Regions from separate parts of the Mus musculus genome. Here region 1 is linked to region 2. The links are chromatin contacts, called in public HiChIP or PLAC-seq maps. All regions are on one chromosome and are shown on one strand. The core of a region is the stretch at or near the end of the contact, and the rest is flanking DNA. Distances in the headings are between cores, read along the strand shown.

Region 1 (6,833 bases), core at 2,538-5,037, 83 kb after region 2:
CCATGTAACTGCTATTCTTATCTCAGAGCTGGTCTGAAGCCGGCTTTGTTCAAGAAAATAGAGCTCTCTCTGCACTGGGCAGATGACGGTCTTGTGCTGAGCGTGTAGTTTTTTGCACTTCAGTCAGCCAGTGTAGCGGAGTTTTGGTTTTGTCTTGTACACTGATATGAAGATTCCCTTTGTTGCTGTTTTTATTTTTAAGACAGGGTCTTGCTTCATAGCCCTGGTACTGATCCAGAACCCACCTTGTAGACTAGGCCTTGGGCGTGATGTAATCCTCCTGTTGTCACCTCCTGAGTACGCATCTCTTTCTCTATCTCTCTCTCTCTTTTTCTGTGTGTGTCTGTGTCTCTGTCTGTCTGTCTCTGTGTCTCCTTTTCTTCTCCCTCCTTTCCCCCTCTTTTGTTAGGGTTGGGTTAAGGATAGAACTCAGGGCCTTGTGCATCCTGGGCAATTTACTCTCCCACTAAATTACACCCCAGCACCCTACATTTCTTTTCTTTTTCCTTCCCTCCCTTCCTTTCCTTCTTTCCTTCTTTCTTTGCCTTTAGAAAAAAACAAATTAAGAGAGAAAAAGATAACAGCATCTTTTGGGCAGTGTGTAAGAACAGCCATTATTCGTTAGGCCTAGGTCAGTAGGATCAAAAACTTACAGACCTTGGAAACCAACGATTTTAAACTGTCATTTCTAGCACTATACAGCCAGCAATGCAGCCAAGTCTCTTAACCTCTTGGCCTCAGTTTCCTTGTCCTTACAGTGAACACAGCAACAGCTTTTCTTCATTCCTGTATAGAAATTAGGTTGCGATCTCAAACATACTCTGTAAACACTCAGAGCTCCATCATGGTTTTTCATTAATCCACCAATGGACTCTTTTGGGGTTGAGGCCCAGTACTGGGCTAAGATAGTAAAATTATATTTACAGATCAGTTTGGTAAATATTTATTAGAGATTTTTCTTCCTATACAACTAGGCTTGGTGGAGAAAACTATAACAAGTTAGACATTTAGAATGGCAATGAAGCAGAGAATGAAGAGTGTTGAACCTGGAGACCAAAGGCTGGAGTCCAATCCTGACTGTTACTCAATTTTATTTATCCATGTGAGCTTCAGTTGCTCATCTATAATACTGGAAGAAGCTGGACTCTGAATGTACCTGTCTCTTTGCAATCCTCACATTATAATCAGTTTTAAAGGGTCCTGCCTTTTAAACTAAGATTGTGTGTATTGCCTGCAGAAACTGAATAACGTGTGTGTGTGTGTGTGTGTGTGTGTGTGTGTGTGTGTTCGCGAGCGCACTCATGTATGCACTTGTGGGCACTCCCTGCAGAAACTGAATAACATGTCCAATTTCCCTCGAGCTGTACATAGTTCAAGGCAACTTCCTAATATGGGTGTGAGATGTCCAATGTAGGTGCTGGGAACTGAACTCAGATCCTCTGTAAGATCAGAATGGGCTCTTAGACCCTGTCCATCTCTTTAGCCACAGGCCCCGGCTTTTGTGGTTGTTTATAAATTCTACTCTAAGGAGTCAGGAAGACATGTGTCCTATATAACAACAGCATCTCAGATGGAGAAACTTGCCTCAAGGATGGAAACAGATTTTGTTAGTGTGTGTGAGGTAAGCAGGGAAATATGGTGCTTCCCAGAAATACCAGCTGTAGTGAGTTATCACTGGGGGCTTCTGGTGATGCTGACGTGGAAATAATGGGGACTGTGGCTGAACTCGGGAGTTTCCTCAAGAGGACTTACTTTGAAGCACCAGGTTTTTTCTCACAGGACACCCAGGACTTTTCCAAATGGTTGTTCATTTAAACCTGCCCTTCATGGCTACTCTTGTTCAAAGGAAATTGAAAGACGGCATGCAGTCTCGATGGTCTCTATGTTGTGATACTAGGGCTGCTAAACTGTCCTGCCCGTCATCTCCCGAGGTTTACAGGGTGTAAGGTCAACTGCAGCTGTAACAGGTTGCTCCCTCGGTTTTACTCTCCACAAGCCTGATGGGTAGGCGGCTCTGTCATCGCTTTACAGACACAGATACGGGGAGTTAGCTGTGTGGGTAATGTGCTTGCCACACAAGCTTCAGTATTTGACTTCTATCTCCAGAACACACATGAAAAAGCCAGGGTTGTTGGTGTACGCCTGTTATCGCAGTGCAGGGGAGGTAGAGACAGGCAGGGTCCTGGGGACTCACTGACCATCCATCCTTACGTAATCAGCAAACCCCAGGCCAAGGAGAGCTGCACATGGCAAAACAAGGTGGATGGCTCCCAAGGAACGATGCTCGAGGGAGACCTTTGGCCTCCAGTGAATGCGTGTGAACCCACATGAGCACGTCTTTAGTGCTGAGCTTACGGTGATGCACTGTACTTGGAACTGTAGCCCTGTATGAAGCAAGAAACTAATGATGGTAGAGACCAAGGTTAAGATGTGTATCTCTTCAGTTAAGACTTAATCCACTGAGGACACCTTATCTGTATCGGCACGGTTGGACCATAATTCTCATTTTTACGAGTACCAAATGAACAGGTGAGGGGAACTCCGTGTAAGAAAGCAAAAACTTCGAGCATGGTTCATCAAAACCAGTGTGTACTGAGCACCTCTTGTATGCAGGAGCATGGCAGTTACAGGAAATATAGCTTTATTTTTCTGTGAAGCATCATACTTACTAATTAGATAGCAGCATTTCAACATCATCATTGTACATTGGTTGCTTTTGAGACAAGGTCTCATTGTATATGCTGACTCCCATCTCAACAGTGATTCTCCTGCCTCAGCCTGTCAGGGGCCGCTACCCCTGGCTCTGGACATTTGTTTTCCATCTTGCGATTGATTTTATTCATTGTTCTTTGTATAAATAAGCTTTATGTCTATGCCAGCATGCTTCTAATATTTTATAACTTGCCACTTACACAGTTTGAATTAATTGTTCATCTTCTCATTGCTAATTCTCCCTTGGCGGGGGATATATATATATTTTCCAAACTATTTTTCAATCAAAACCAATTTTTCTTTCTAAGCCACTTATAAGAGTGACATCTAGGAGCAAATCTCAGGGGAAAACTTCACTTCAATGGCATCTAACAGTTAAGGCTTCACAGCCCTGTTCCTGTTTGGCCTGTGTCGCAGCATTGTGAGTTCATGGTAAGAGGAGAAACACTGCCATTTCTCCTGTTCAGAAATTCAATCTCTCAGTTTAATTTTTCATAGGCCTTTCTAGTAGCCAATGGGGTCTTATTAAAAAAAAATTCCTTTCCCTCATTACTGTATATTCCCCATTTGGTCTTAAGAGTGGGTTTGGTGGGGGCACTGAAATTCTGTAGCCCAGTCTGCATGCTGATTTGCTGCTTTCCTTCCCTGGTGAGGACCTGGGTGGGGGGAGGGGTAGAAGAGATGGATTGATTGTTTATTCTGTTTGGGGATGAGAAGAGGGGGCAGGGCCCTGCGGGGTTCGAGTGCGCACGTGCTTTCCTGGATCCCCGCTATCAATTGCTTGGTTAGCTTTTCTTAGCTGGTAGTCTGAGGCAAGGGAGGAGACCTCAAGAGGGAACAAGGCGACTATTGGCCAGGAAGTGGAATTCTGTAAGCTTTGAAGGAAGGGAAGAGGAATAAAGGGGGGCAGTTGCCAGTCAGTCAGTCTGAGTTATGTCTGGAAGTCCCTGCTCTTCAAACACTAGTGCTAAGGACAAGTCACCTGTGAGTAAACAGTCTCTCACTGGGACCTTGTGGCGAGTCCCCAGGCAGACCACCAAGCTATAGAAACTGAGAGTCAACTGTGTCTTCTGGTGTGTCTAACAGTTCCTTTGTACCCTTCCAATGCCAGGTGGCCCAGATGAGGGAAGTGGCCTGGGTTTCATTCTGAGAGCTCAACACAGCAAGTTTTGCCTTCTTTATTCATTCGCCTCCAGCACTGGATACTAGAGTTGCCTGTACCCATCTCTTATAAAGGAAGCCAGAGAATATGATGGCTTTATGTGGTGCAGATCCATCCGAAGCCTGGGCATTCAGAACCTGACCCAGTCGGCTCCAGCCTTCCCTCCATGACTCAGAAGGCCCAGCAGAGGACCTTTGCTAGTTACCACCAGCCCAGTGACAGACATCTTCCAGACAATAGCCCTGCCTCCTTCCCCTCCTTTCTTTGTCTTTAATAACCATGAAGCTTAAAGAAAAAGTCTTCCCACCAGGCATCAGGTCCTACATAACATGTAGCCTCATTTGATGCTTAAGGAAAGATCTGCCTTGTGGTAGGTCTTACTATGCTGCCTGTCCTGGCCTTGAACTCTCTGTGTAACCCACATTGGCTTCCAAGCCTGTGTTTGCAATTCCTCTAGTTTGCATTTCCCCAAAGAAAACCCACCCAACTTCTGCCAGTCAAGAATAAGTAAGGTCTGTGTTACACCTTCATAGATGAGCCAGGGCGCTTGCCTAAGATCCGGGGTGGTCCTGACATGCTTTGGTTGCCAGCAGCATGACAACTGTACATATACAGATGTCATATACAGATCAACTAGGTGGCATTGCCTAATATAGGATTTCCAGTTTCTGAAAACATAGTGACTCTGTAGAGATTACCGTAAGTAATGCTTTAACATTTCACAGCTCACAGTCATGGGCGGGATGCCGTGCAAGCAGTGCATTGGAGATAATCAGTAAGTAGTAAGCTACGCTACCCACGGGTCCCCGTCATTTGCTTTTGGCTCTTTATCCAATAATGCCATAACTGAGTCTATAACTCACACCTGGGGAGCAGTTGTTCTATGTGAACTTTGTTGCTTTGAAATCTTGAGACACTGTTCAGTACCTCCCTCTCTGTTTCTGAGTACTCAGATTCTTAATGACATTTAAAAGCCAAACTCTATAAACATTTTGAAGCAAAATCCCGGCAGAAATGAACTTTAAACTGGTGAGGGTAGGGGGAGAGAGAGAGAGAGAGAGAGAGAGAGAGAGAGAGAGAGAGAGAGAGAGAGAGAGAGAGAGAGATCCTTGTGGGAGTCAGAAAGAGGCTCTTGTGTGTCTGGACTGGTGGCAGGTTTGTATGTTACCAGAGTGATCTCCATGGTAACAGATCAACATGGCTGCAGTGACAGCTTTATGCTCAGAGCTTCAGGTTCCCATGAGAAGGGGGATTCTCCCAGCAAGCAGAGAGGAAGAAATCCAGAGAGGTCGATGAACACGCCCCTGCTTGGTCAAACTCTCGCCATGGAGCGTCGTTCCATATAACCAGCATGTCTGGTTCAGCTACTCTGCCTCTCTGAGTAGACCAAAGGTCTGCAGAGAGTATATGGAGTTGCCCTCTGAATATTCTCTCCAATTTTAGCTCAACTCATGCAAGGTTTAAACAGCCTTGAATGCAGGCAGCTCTGACACTGATGGGAGAAAACTACCCAAAAGGTCCTTATGCTTACAGATTCTAAAATTTCCAACAATAGTCAATTGATCAATTATATTGAAAGCCTTTGGTGTGCTACATTAGTAAAAAGGCAGCTGACATAAAACAGAAAGTCTCTCTTCCATCAAAGATGATGAGGAAGAGGAGGAGGAAGAGGACAGTGATGATTGTGTGTGTGGCAACTACAGCATCTAAAAAGTAGAAAGTGGGCTCTGCTTCTGTTATAAATCATCCCTGAGTGCAATAACCCAAATATGGAAGCCGGAAAATCAACAGAGGAGTTAATTTTCCTGGAGCCTTGGTTACAAAAGGTAATTCATTTGCAGGAAGAATCGCCAAACACTAGTTTATCTTAAACCACAGAAGAACATTTGGGACTTCAAAAGAACAATTATGTAATTTGGCAATTTAAAGAACCTCTTTCCTGGGGAATCTTGTGACTCAACAGCCCAAGGTGTCAGAGTGGTGAAGGCATTCTGGTGGTCAGACCTGAGCCTCAACTGGGTGTCTGATGTGTGTATTTAAAGAGACCAGTTTGGGGTTTTTGTTTTTTTCTGGTTTTTGTTATGTTTGTAATGACAATTTCTTTACTAAGAAGTTTAACCCTAGAATTGTGAGAGAATTAAAACCACAGTGACTTGGGGAAAGTAACTTAATTGCATATTTCCTTTAAAAGGTAGCTGGATTGTGGAGTGTCTGAAGCAAACCCTCAAGTCCTTCCAGCTACTTAGCCTTTAGCTACCAGGTCACACAGTTACAGGGACAGCTGAGAAGGGCAGTTCTCCATTTAAGTTTCTCATGTCATTCTTAGGTCTATCTTTAACAATCAAAGTCTAAACTTTTTTTTTAATCATTCTAATTATAAGAATTGGCTTTGAAAGACAAGTTCAGGATTTTAAGTATGAAAAACTTAGACTGTATTTCATTATTTCCCTCGTCATAATTTTAAGTTGACTTTGTTGACATAAAAGAATTCTTAATTCAATAAAATCTAAATATAACCACGTGCGCGTGCACGCTCTCTCTTTCTCTCTCCCCATCTCTCTCCCCTTTTTAGTGAAGTGTTTCCAAATCCCGACTGTTTGAGACTTGACTTGCAAATGTTAAAGGTGAAATCTAAATGACCAAGATGGAGAGAAATATTTTTAGGGCCCTTCCCTACTAACAGTTTTCATCCCCGAACATCAATATTGCCCAGTTCAGATGTAAATATACATTGTTTTATCATCACAAGCTAGTTTAGGTTCTTTATTCTGCATGTAAGGAAAAGATTGTTTTTTTGGTAGTTCAAGGCTCATGGAAACGAAGTTCTACACATTGTTTAAGTCCAGCTAAGCCAGGGTGTGAAGCACTTTTCTTAGGCTCTAACCACTGTTGACATCGCACTTATATTGTATTATAAGTAATGCTTACATAATTTGAAATATTCAGGAAAGTGTGTGTG
Region 2 (7,142 bases), core at 3,633-6,132:
CATTTTGTCCTCTGTATTTCCCCCATTCCCCTACACCCTTTCTTTCTGTCTTTTGTTTGTTTGTTTGTTTGTTTGTTTCTCTGTGTAGCACTGGCTGTCCTGGAACTCACTCTGTAGACCAGGCTGGCCTCGGACTCAGAAATCCGCCTGCCTCTGCCTCCCCTCCCAATTAAAGGGAGATTAAAGATGTGCGCCACCACTGCCCAGCCGCTGCACCCTTTCTAAGCTGCTTCTGGTAGTACAGGAATTTTGCTTGCTTGCTTGATTTTTTTGGCTAAGAACCTTTCCCTCCCTATGTGCAGCTCCTGACATCATCTTCCAGGGTCCATATTACATGTTCAGTCAGGGCAGGAAGTACTCCGGATTGATTTCTTGCAGCCAGTGATTAACTTCCTCCATTGAGGACTTGTTTAAGGGGAAGAACCCACAGCTTGTTAAAATGATTGCCTATCCCTGTCTCACCTTCCTGCAGCAGAGAGATCTGCTTAGAACCTAATTAGAGCATATCGCAGTGGCGTTCCTTGATGGCCTCCTCCTCCTGTACTCTGCCCACATCTATACTCTCACACCTATAGCAGTCAGTTCCTGCTCATGGCAGGGAATGGCCACAGAGAAGGCTCCTTTAAGGGTTTCACTCTTTCTCCTCCACCCTGCAGTCTTTGTTTGCTCTCCTCCTTATGTAATGTTCTTTAAAGTCTTTGAGAGCTGGGGATATAGCTGAGCTTGATAGCACTTGCAAGAATTCTTGGGGCTCTGGGTTCGATTCTCAGCACTTCAGAAACACAAGGCAAAGAACAGCACAGGTTACTTTTGGATCCTGAGATAGATATATGGGAAATTGGGGTACTTTAAAGCCACTGTAGACTGGTCAGAGCTTCCTGGTAGCATTGGCAAAGAGAGCCTTTTGGGAGATACTTTCCTGCATCCCATGGAAATGAATTTTCTTCCTATTAAAGATAAGGCTGATGTCCCTACCATGTACATAGGTGTTGATGATGGCCATTTGTCGCCACCTGACCTCCTTAGCAGCTGGAACACCCTCTAGCTCACTGGGTGCATTTGCTTTTTAGGGTAGTTTTTGTTTAATTTGTATATTGAGTGGTATACACAGTCCTACATTTATTTATTTTATATATGTGAGTACAATGTATCTATCTTCAGACACACCAGAAGGGGGCATCAGATCTCATTGCAGATGGTTGTGAGCCACCACGTGTTTGCTGGGAATTGAACTCGGGACCTCTCGAAAAAAGCAGTCAGTGCTCTTAACCATTTGAGTCGTCTCTCCAGCCCCCATCGTCCTGCTTTCTTTGTTCTCCATTATCTGAACAATTTGTCTTTCCTAGCTTTTTGGCAAATATAGACAAAGTTTAAGTTAGCTATTTATACTTACTAAAATGTCATGCCGTTTCTTCTGTGGTTCTTGGTTTTGTTTGTTTGTCTATTTTTGTTAGGTATCCAGTGACCTGTGGGATGCTCAGGAAAGCAGGAGATAGGACTGGAAGCTTCTGATCATGGATGGAGCTCCATTCTATCCATGGGCAACAGATCGCTGGCCAATGAGCAAATTTTTGGTGCATATTTTTTGTTTACATTCATTGTGTCAGCTAATTGTTTTCTTTTAAAGTATAATTCAACTAAGAGAGAAAGTGTAAACTCATTATATACTAACTGAATTTACCTAGGTTTTTGTTTTGTTTTGTGACCCCAGACTGTGACAGTTTTAGGCTCCGATGTCTATTCCACTAGCTCACACGACTTTCTCATCAGTTTGTGGTCCATGACTGGAGAGAGGAAGGGAGCGTGCCTGTCTCAGGACTTCTTGTTAAGTGTGGCTTTACTTTCTGTTCCCTTGCGTCTCAGGAAACTTAGAGCAGACTGTGGGTCTGAATTTAGAGTTTGTTTTCCTGGAAATGTCACTAGACTATAAACTCAGAAACAGTAAACTCAGAAACAGATTGCCCCGAGAAAAATTCCCTAACGAGTTGTTATTTCTCCTCTTATGTCACCTTTTCTCTCGTAAGATTCTGTCTCATAACATAACTTCATGGTGTCCTAAAACTTCCTAGCTAGAAACAGTCTCTTAGGAAAGGAGTTGATAATTAATTCAGTGGCTGCACATTACCATGTGGACGGATGAAAGGACAGACATCTGTCATGGACATTGCCAGATGGGTCAGAAGTTGTCCATGGTGGTTGGTCCTGCATGGAGGGAGTTTTAGGAATGATGTGACAAATTGATTTTATCTGTGCTTCTGTTAATGCAAAATAACCTTGTTTACACAATACCATTGTTAGCATCATATGTACCCCGAGTGCTTTCACCAACTAAACAGTAACAACAGGTGACAACTGGGTCTTTTTCTTATCTGCAGATAGATCGGTTCTAACAATCTGTGGTCTCTCATCTCCAGTGGGGTTTTTTTCCCCTTTGGTTTTTTCCAGACAGGGTTTGTCTGTATAGCCCTGGCTGTCCTGGAACTCACTCTGTAGGCCAGGCTGGCCTGTAGGAACTCAGAAATTCTCCTGCCTCTGCCTCCCAAGTGCTGGGATTAAAGGCGTGTGCCACCACGCCCAGCTTCTCTAGTAGTTTTTGAATTGTTGCTATTTGATAAGTCAAATGAGCATGTAGTTTCATTTATTATTTCTTAAGAAAAGGTTTTATTCAGTGTGTGTTTTGTGTATGTGTGCCATAGGAGTGGGGAGAGAATGAATGAATGAATGAATGAATGAATGAATGAATTGGAGCCTTGTGTGCTGTTGTTTGCTTTTAGAGGTTGGAGAACAAATTTTATGGACCAAATGTTCTCTTTCCACTTTAAAACAATTATATTATTAATTTGTCTCCCTTGCTCTGCTCTGTCCGCTCCTTCCCTCCCTCCACTTCTCCCCCCCCCACCCCCGCTCCCTTAGCTTCTTCCCTCTCACCACTTCTCCCCCCCCACCCCCTCCCTCTGCTCCCTCCGCTCCTTCCCTCTCTCCACTTCTCCCCCCCTGCTCCCTCCGCTCCTTCCCTCTCACCACTTTTCCCCCCCCTCACCCCCCATGTAGGCATCCATGTATCCCCTTCTGGTTGTTTTTGAGGCAGAGTCTCTTGCTGTTTCTGCTCCTATACTGCATACAAGAGTTCCCTGCTGCTTCACCTTCTGCCTTCTCTCTCACAGTAGGGATGCTGGGAATAAGATGACACACACTAGCCACTGCATCTAGCTTTTAAATGTAGGTACCATGAGTTAAATGTATCTGGTCAGGATTGAATAGCATGCGCTTCTACCCGTGAGGACATCTTGCTGGCCCAAACAGCTTGTTTTAGTTAATTTTAAGACATCCTTTTTCCCCCCTCTGAATTTTTGCTAATGAAGTTTTTCCATCCTGAGACAAATACTTTTCGTTTTTACTATTTAGCTTCACAATGTTTATTAAACATTTCCACATATATTCAAAAGCAGTAAGAGTGACAGAGCATTTTCCACACTTATCACTCAGCTTTGACAGTTACTAGTGCGTGATTAATCTTGCCCTATGCCTTTCCACCCTTTGCAAACCTCCACCAACCTGCTATTTTATAGTACTATATAAATCCCTTGTAATTCCACATATAAACACTTAAATATGCCTTTCACATCCTTTAAAAACAAACAAAATGCCATCATTAAAACTAACAAAGCTAAGAGTAATTTCTTCATATTATCTAATTACTACCTAGAGTTCAAATGTAGCATCTAGAAGGTACAGATGATGCAACTAGCAAAATGTAGCCTGTAAGTTTCAACTTGCACACGAAGATAAGTGAAATTAAAACACAGTTTGCTAATGACCAGGGCTCTCAGAGAAGCACACTGGGTCATGTAAGTATGACCTTGGTCACAGTGGCTGCTACTCTCCATAGCATGTCCCAAGAAGGGGTCTAAGAAGGGAGCATGAGAGCTGAGGACAGCTAAGAAGGTGGCACTTGCTGTTTGGAGGTTGGCCTGTCATTTGTGTTGGCAAACTTTCCTCCTCGTTAGTGCAGAGAGCCATCACCACTGCTTGGTGATCTTTGTGCTAATTCATGGTTGAGTTGTGTATCAGTTAAACCTCTTGGATATTTAAATATCCAACTTCCTTCTTGGGTATTTAAAATAAATAAATAAATAAATAATAATAATAATAATAATAATAGAAGCTGAACAACCAGGATTCCTTTCATAAGACACCAACCCCATAGGGCACAACTCTTATGTGCCTGTGAGAAGAAAGGCTAGTTTCTCAAGACATCTTCCTTTTTGGATTTGGGGCACTTCCTGATTCTTTCTGGGTAAAAGTGACATTTCCCTCCTTTCTCGTGACTTTTAATACTTCTTCTCTGGGTGAGAACCAGGAAGTAGGAAGTGAGCATCTAAAACCCAACACTGCATTTTCTCACGCACGTGAATGTTTCTGTGGCCGGTGAAGGGAAGGGAGGGTCCACAAGAAAGCTGGTCGTTATCAAATCTAATTTAAATGCAGTAGCAAATAGCAGTAGAGTCTCGTCTTAATCTTTTCTATAGTGAAGATGAAATGGGGTATTATGCTTGTATAATTGAACGAAAGTAGACGATTCCAGCCTTTGTCTTCTCAGCACTGAGAGGAGAATGTGAAAGAAGAGTCCTCACGTGTACATGGAGCCTTCTCAGCCCTTCTCCAAACACAACCAGCCACAGTCAGAGTAAATGTTTGCAGAGTCCACAGTGGAAGCTTTTGTTGATTGTCATATTTTTCAACTTACAAGAAAGTCTTCAGATACCGTATTCATCGCTGACATCTACCCGAAGTATAATTAATTCCTCTGTGTTTGTTATCTTCGATGACTCCTGCTTGTGTAATCTGTGCAGCTATGATGCTTCCTCATTTGTCTGTGCCTTGCCAGCCCCAGTGATCCTGTGCTCATTCACCAGCTACCGTTGGGGTTTTCTTCCCAGCAGGTGGACAGAACCTTAAAGAAGATTCACTTTGTCTTTGACATCTTAGTTCCTCTATGGCCGGAGCTTCCAAGGGTAGACCAGATAACTATTTCTATCAGCCTGCCAGGAATTCATCATTGTGTCTCTTAGGAAACCTTTTGTGCCTTTCAGAGACCATTTTCACACCTTGATTTGTCAAAGGCTGTGTGAGATATGATCACAATGGTACACAGATTTCTTATCAAAAATGTAGTCTCCCTCAATTCACAGTGCCTCTGATACTTACGAAGAAATTGGACTTATTTAGTGTGGGGGTATAGGGGTGGAGGGATGCCTAGGTATATAGAGATCAGAGGATAATGTGCCAGTTTTTCCTTCCAGTATGTAAGTCCTGGAGATTAAACTCAGTTTACCAGATGTGGCTGCAAATGTTTTACCCAGTGAGGCATCTGTACACACCATACTTAATGTTTAAATTTGCCAGTGATTTATTGAGACAAGGGTCTTGTTCTGAAGCCCAGACTAGCCTGGAGCTCATCATGTACCTCAGGCTAGCCTTGCTCCTTTCACTGTTTTTGCTTCTTAAATGTTAGGATTGTACATGTGTGCCAGCAGTTCCAACACAACTTAAAGGGTCAGGAGGGCGGGATACACTCACATAATCCTGGGCAATCAATTCCTCTAGCCGAGATCTTTACATAGGAAAAATCGTTAAATTAATGAAACACTTTTGGACAAAGGAGACCATGATTCTCATTGCTGTGAACCCGTGAGTACACACATTCCTGCATTTAGACATTTTGGAATATTGTCGACAAAGGACAGCACGGCAGCTGTGCTTCTCGACTTTAAGGAGTTTGCAGCCTGGTTGAGATAAGAGGCTGTGTATAAGATAAGCCATGGTACAAAGCAATATGGGATCAGTGTGGAAAACTGAAGGACTTGAAAAGATAGAGAGAGGGTTCTTTAAGTTAGGGTACAGTGAGGAGGGTAGGAAGAATGACTTAAACTTATGAAGAGAGTTCTGTGTGATAACTGCTGATCACACGTTCTGTAGGTGTTCACTCATTTGATCTTTGTGTGATAATGTGTCAGCCAGGCAAAACAGAGCTCTGAAACTAAGCAAGGATATAGTCAGCACATCCAGGGGATGCTGGGGCCTCTGTCAGGTTCTGGGTGCCCGACTCTAGAACCACAGTCATTTTAATGCCTAAGAAGCCTGGGAAGACTTGAGCAAAGGGAAGCTTTAACCAAAGAAAGCAAACCATGCCCTGAAGCAAAGGCTACAGGGAAATATTAAAGGGTGTGGCTTGGACTTGATCCCAATAAGTAGTTGGAGAACCAGTGAATGAACTTGGAAAGAAAATGTCATGATTACCTTGAGGGGACAGAAGTCACCATGTGTTGTGTGGCAGCCACTGGGATTAGACCTTGGGCTTTCTGATCATTTCTGCTCACTCTGTCCTGTGTGCTGTCCCTTTGACTTTCAGTTAGCTCCTTCCCCCTTGGTCTTGTGGGATCAGTAACTCCCAGTGCTCAGTGACCAAGGAAATAGGTGCACACTGTCTCTTTGGTTATTGGGGCTTTCTGAATAACTCTCAGGACCCCAAGACCCTATTGCAGAAGCTTCCATGAAAAGTAGAAGGTAAAACAGCATAGTCTCCCTTTCAGGATCTCTGGATTTGATGTAGAACAAACAAATAACTCAGATTTCAGGGCATCCTTAGGAATCCAGAAGGATGGTAACACATGGAGACACTACTAGGATAGTGATGGCCTGTTGTCCTAACAGGTTCTCATTTAGTCCCTAGGGGCTGACTAGAAGGATCTCTGTCAACTAATGAAGACTGTGCTTAGGGGCAGGCTAGGTCTGTAGCCATTATTTTCCACTTCAGAGTGATTAATTCGTGATTTCAGTGCAAGCCCCAAATCAATGTGTAACACTGGAGGTGGCACAAAGAAGCCAATGTTCAATATTAAGGTACACAGGGCGCCTGAAGAAAACAAGAAAGACAAGGAGCAAAGGTTAGTTGCTACATCTGTTTCTTTTTTTAAACAAAGAAAATAGGTGATGAAGAAATGTTTTGGCAAGATCTCGGGAAAATCTCTTACAAGGAAGCAGGTCCAGGCAGGGAAAGTTCCAGAAGAGTTGGTTAGATTGTGAAGAACATTTCAAAGTCGGCAAGTAGAGGGAAGCGTTTGTGTCCTCGAAGGTTCAGG

Evidence for each region. HiChIP or PLAC-seq counts read pairs in DNA pulled down with a chosen protein or histone mark.
Region 1: a contact with region 2 is called in an H3K27ac HiChIP or PLAC-seq map of microglia, with 2.8 times the contacts expected there. The contact joins two enhancer-like sites. A contact is called at or near these places in 1 of 484 Hi-C or Micro-C datasets (nephron progenitors) and 5 of 115 datasets of contacts at active chromatin or transcription factors (CD8 T cells, the HPC-7 cell line, bone marrow-derived macrophages and 2 more).

What each region holds. Positions count from the first base shown.
Region 1 is chr6:134,152,669-134,159,501 of GRCm38.p6, forward strand. The region is part of intron 2 of Etv6 (ets variant 6); the gene reads left to right. Among named protein-coding and RNA genes, the nearest start is that of Gm52920, 30 kb to the right of the region's middle. Within about 2 kb of position 3,788, at least 87 of the 459 cell types and tissues checked have an H3K27ac peak or open chromatin away from gene starts, as enhancers often do. A contact at or near this core is called in bone marrow-derived macrophages and microglia, where this site is marked.
Region 2 is chr6:134,068,264-134,075,405 of GRCm38.p6, forward strand. All of the region lies in intron 1 of Etv6 (ets variant 6), which reads left to right. Among named protein-coding and RNA genes, the nearest start is that of Etv6, 36 kb to the left of the region's middle. Within about 2 kb of position 4,883, at least 37 of the 459 cell types and tissues checked have an H3K27ac peak or open chromatin away from gene starts, as enhancers often do. A contact at or near this core is called in bone marrow-derived macrophages and microglia, where this site is marked.